Regions from separate parts of the Bombyx mori genome. Here region 1 is linked to region 2. Evidence: chromatin contacts called from public Hi-C data. All regions are on one chromosome and are shown on one strand. Each heading gives the region's core, a stretch centred on a gene start, on an enhancer-like site or on the middle of the called end of the contact. The rest is flanking DNA. Distances are from core to core; before and after follow the strand shown.

The links. A called contact is a pair of places that touch in the nucleus more often than the background predicts.
Region 1: a Hi-C map of middle silk gland shows a contact between it and region 2, with 2.4 times the contacts expected there. The contact joins two enhancer-like sites. A contact is called at or near these places in 2 of 7 Hi-C or Micro-C datasets (middle silk gland and whole pupa).

Annotation. Positions count from the first base shown.
Region 1 is chr24:1,933,520-1,936,219 of ASM3026992v2, reverse strand. The region is part of intron 1 of LOC101738381 (heterogeneous nuclear ribonucleoprotein L); the gene reads left to right. Among protein-coding and RNA genes, the nearest start is that of LOC101738381, 6.3 kb to the left of the region's middle. Within about 2 kb of position 1,354, at least 7 of the 8 cell types and tissues checked have open chromatin away from gene starts, as enhancers often do.
Region 2 is chr24:1,869,762-1,872,461 of ASM3026992v2, reverse strand. The region is part of intron 1 of LOC101738381 (heterogeneous nuclear ribonucleoprotein L); the gene reads left to right. Among protein-coding and RNA genes, the nearest start is that of LOC101738381, 70 kb to the left of the region's middle. Within about 2 kb of position 1,306, at least 4 of the 8 cell types and tissues checked have open chromatin away from gene starts, as enhancers often do.

The DNA of each region.
Region 1 (2,700 bases), core at 105-2,604, 64 kb before region 2:
GGTGATATTGCTCGGTATACCGACGGTCCGAATGTTGTTATTCGGAACTTGTATATATGCGAACTTATCTTGAAAATGTCGTAAGTGATATTCAGGCATCTGTCAAATATCATGTGTTCTGTGATGGCTACATATCCAAATATGTGTTTTTTGTTGAACAAGTTACTGGAGAAGATAAAATCACGTCGTCAATACCGTGAGGCTTGTCAAACCTGGTAGCATTATTATGGTATATAATTAGACCCTTTAAATTGGAATCCAGACTGCTTCACCGCAGAAACAGGTGCGAGCCGAGTGGAGGTGGTGGTAGGACCTCTGTGAGTAAGCACGGGTAAATACCACTACCTTGCCTATTTCTGCCGTGAAGCAGTAATGCGTTTCGGTTTGAAGGGTGGGGCAGCCGTTGTAACACTATACTGAGACCTTAGAACTTATCTCAAGGTGGGTGGCGCATTTACGTTGTAGGTGTCTATGGGTTCCAGTAACCACTCAACACCAGGTGGGCTGTGGGCTCGTCCACTTATATAAGCAATAAAAAAAAACATGCGTAGGTCACCCGTGTGTAAGTAATTACGCAAAATGAAGTTTGCGGGAAATGTGTGAATTTTAAGACAGCTTAAATTAAAGTTTCCTCTATTGTTCCGTCCGTGTCTCGTAACGCTTTCGTTTGGTTTAATTGAAAACTGTAAAATAAAAACGCACACATTGTTTTATTTATATTTTACGTTTAAAACGAAGGCAATTTCTCCGTATGTGCTACATTTTTTAAGACGAGCTTTTGCACTGAGCAGGCATTGTCCGATGACCTCGTAAATTGTATAGTTGAAGATAATTACTTTGTTATGAAGCATGATAGTCGCCGTGTATATTTTACAAATAATAAAGTCTTGAACTGCGTTAAATGTATCTCTTCGAAGCACTGGCAAGTATAATGCGTAATTTGCGTAATTACTGGTGGTAGGACGTCTTGTGAGTCCGCGCGGGTGGGTACCACCACCCTGCCTAGAAGCAGTTATGCGTTTCGGTTTGAAGGGTGGGGCAGTCGTTGTAACTATACTTGAGACCTTAGAACTTATATCTCAAGGTGGGTGGCGCATTTACGCCGTAAAATGTCTATGGGCTCCAGTAACCACTTAACACCAGGTGGGCTGTGGGCTCGTCAACCCATCTAGCATTAAAAAAAAATGGATATAGAAGCAAAACAGAAATAATCGCTCTCTTTATTCCACGTGGACTGTTCTTTAAAGTTTGAAATGTCTTAAACGCCTTAAAATTTCTCATCGGCCAATGGCGTCACGAAGTGCTTGCCGCTAGACAGGGCACGCCCCTTGGCATAGTGACGCGTGATTCATTCCCGAAATGTCAAACGTGTCATGTGATGGGTAGCGATGAGAGTAACGCTGTTTGCTCTCCGTATTTAAACTCCGACATCGATCATACAAATTTTGACGCTTTTGTGCTTTTTTTTTAAATTAACATTAGAGTTGATAGATTTACTTAAATGCTGACTTATTTCTTAGGTTATTTGTAAGGCTAACACACTATTAGACCATGATGTCTCGAAATAAAAGATTTTTATTTAATTTTTATTTATTTATTAGATTTCATCGAAATATCTACGTGGATCACTACTAAGTGCTACGTAATAAGATTTTTGAATAACATGAGAGTAAATAATATTTAATTGTTACAATCGTGTCTTGAATTAATTTACTTAAATTGTAATGAAATTGCGAGCCGAATTGCGAACTACGAGGGCGGCACTGAAAATTTCGGGAATTAACGAAGTGACACAACATTACTATTTAAAAATGTATTTATTGCTTTTCGAAGTATTCTCCGCGAAATTTGACACATTTTTCCATACGATGGAACCAATCATTGAAGCAACCATTCCATTCTGAAGTTGGGGTCTCCGAAATGGCCGTTTTGTAGGCGTCCACAGCTTCTTCAGGTGATGAAAATCTCTGTCTACGCAATTTCAATTAAAAAGATTTTAATATGATAGGAACAGTGGAAATATTACATTCCCGATACTTTTAGTGCAGCCTAGTATATTGTGTTAAAGTACTTTTTTTTTAAATATGATAAATATAATTTCGCTAAACTTCTAATTCATAAGTACAATTTCGCTTTTGTTTCTGTACATATTTTTACAGAGACCAATATTTTTTGTTTTGCGTGCGTAACTGTCAAAACAAATGCCAGTTCGTTGTGTAGATAAAAAACAAAAAAAAAGTTATATTACCTTTAATTTTGTAAATCGCAATATAAAAACAGTGATCATAATAATATACGCGGAGCAATTAGTCACGTTGAGAAAAAATAATTGCATCTACAACGAGTTCGCGCCAAAAATAATTGACAAGTGGACTTTTTCTGCGTTAGCGCGGGCAAACGCTTCGAATGAACGCTCGTTGTGTTCTGCCAATAAATTTTGAATCATTGCTTGGGAATGTTTCCTAATTACGAAAAGATTTGTGGCGTTCCGAAATGAAATCGTTGAGATTTTAAACATAAATTAAAGATTACATTAAATTTCAAAATCAGTGATTTTTCTTTGGATTTTGTAAATCTGGTGACGATTTTGTTTTAGATACGAATCGATGCTATGACGTCTTTCGGCCGGCTTGTGAGAGATTGCCTTCGTTTATGAACATTGTTAAAATATTTTATTTCTTTTTGTGTACATTATCATTT
Region 2 (2,700 bases), core at 57-2,556:
TTGTAGATGTCTATGGGCTCCAGTAACCACTTAACACAAGGTGGGCTGTGAGCTCGTCCATCCATCTAAGCGATAAAAAAAAAAGAAATAACGTGTATTCTTTCGAAAGCTTTATTTGTTCACGTGTTTTTATTGTGGAGGATCGCGTTGTCGTAAATACAAACGTAATGTTAATGAACGAGGTTATGTGTATCGTTCACTTGGTCGATACGGTTCTGATACTGTGCTGTGGTTTATTCATCATCCCGATCCACTAACGGTGCTTTTAGGTACTTCAAGCACCGGTCATCGTTCGACGAGTAAATTAACCCTCAAACACAGTCCACTGAGTTTCTCGCCGGATCTTCTCAGTGGGTCGCGTTTCCGATCCGGTGTTAGATTCTGCGAAGCACGACTCTTGCTAGGGTTCGTGTTAGCAACGTCATCAGGTTTGAGCCTCGCGAGCTCACCTACTAGTTAAGGTTACGCTGAAAGAGCCTCTCCAGGCTCTCAGCTTAGGTAGGAAAAAAAAAGGTTTATTCAAAATTGATTTTGTACGGTTTGTCCAACCGATCTGTTGTGATTAATGATGACCACGTAATTGTTTGATGTTTATAATATCATTTGTATCACAAATGATAATATCATATAATATCATTTGTATCACAAATGGACGATGATGATACGCGAGTACGCGATGCCTTGCTGATTTCGATGTAAAATGCATCCGTATGCAATATAATTAGCGCGTTTCCCCGTACAAGTTTCTTTAATACTATTCCTTAATTTATTAATGAACACAATGGAATAAATATTTTACAATCAAAAGCAATCAACTGATAACACAACTGATAACATAACATAACTCTCATCAACACATTAGTGTCGTCAGCATCCATGGAGGCCTTGCATAAAGTACCAACGATCAGTGTAAGCTCTGATGAGTAGCAAAAATCTTTTTTTATTTTAAAAGCGTAAATTAGTGGACAATTCTTCTTTTCGTGCTGTTCAATAATTAGAAAAAATTCTAATCTGTCCTATTAATGTAAATCGAGCAATCCGTCTTAGAATAAAGAAAAAATAGTAGGTAGCGGCTTGGCCATACCCCTGGTATTGCTGACGTCCATGAGCGACGGTGACTGCTTACCATCAGGTGGTACCGTATGCTCGGTCCGCTTACAGTGGCAATAAAAAGAAACAGGTATAAAAAATTTACAGCGTCCAAAAATTCGCAACAGAAGTATAGGAAAATACACTCTACAGTCATATGTTACTGAAGTCGATCGACATCGCCCGATGGTCGACAACGCTAATCCGTCGCCATGTTATCTTTTCTTTTTTTGCATTGATTCGTATGCGGTTTAGTAAAATGCACTTTATTTGTTTCGTTTTGTGCGCTTGATAAATATGTTTGTTTATTTGACTTTAGTTCAATGAACTTGTGGGTTTTTTTTTCGTCGTTGCTCTCAGATTTATGTATTTGCGAGTAATCTATTTCTTGTGTTTTCTTTGGTAGTCTTCTAGTTCTTTGGTGGTCTTATTATTTTTTTATTGCTGATGTTAAGTGGTTACCGGAGCGCATAGACATCTACAACGTAAATGCCGCCACCCACCTTGAGATACGAGTTCTAGGATCTCAGTATAGTTACAACGGCTGCCTCAACTTTCAAACCGAAACGCATTATTGCTTCACGGCAGAAATAGGCGGGGTTGTGTTACCTACCCGTGCGGACTCACAGAGAGATCCCACCACCAGTAAATCAATTTTAAAACAACACTGCTCACACACGAGTATATTCAATCACAATTCATTATCCTTGACTTGCGGGGAAAGATAAAGGGATCCGTTTCCTTCGAGCCAAGATAGACTAGATAGGCGGATAATTAATAGGTTTGAATGTTGTACGGAACTTGTGAAAATACATAAGTATGATTTTTTTTTGAGCGGTTTCCTTTTAATGTATGAAAGCTCTCGCAAAGATACCATTAAGAATAAGCAAATGTAACAAATAATAAAATTGTTTTTTGTTATTGATTGCTGCTATATTTGTCGCGTCCTTGTTGCTTAGTTGCTTATTAGTGTTAGTTGCTTATTACATATATATATATCCGTAAATATTCATACCGTTAACACACAGTGTATTATAATATAATAATAATTATTAAAAAAAAATGCTTCTTTACACATAAATAAGAAAAAGCAATTTACACATATAAAAGATACTTAAAATACCTTTGAAACACATACAATTGAAGTAGATACCGATTTCAGAAATCTTCCTTATCACATATTAAACTGGTCCACTACTAAATATGTGGACGTATTAAGCGGGTTCAGTACAGCAGGCTTCTAGATATCGGGAACATGCGAAGGGTAACTTGATTTACGTACGTTTTGTTTACGGCCCTACGTATCGCCGAGGTAAATATTCGTTACTACGGTTTATTAACACTCGAATACAGTATTACACTATCCGATACGCGGGGTCGGGGTATAAAATATATCGTACCTAAAGGAACCGAGATTTACGCGTGCGATGAAACGTAATCACTTGAGGTATGTATAGTTCGTGTTTTGAATTCGAGCTGTATTGGATTTCTTTTGGCAAATTAATACACAAAAGTACCTACGGGCACCATTTTATTAGCAGAACGGAAGTGAAGTTACTTGTCATAGATACATTAGTAATAACACATTATAGACTAACTAAACTAAATTAT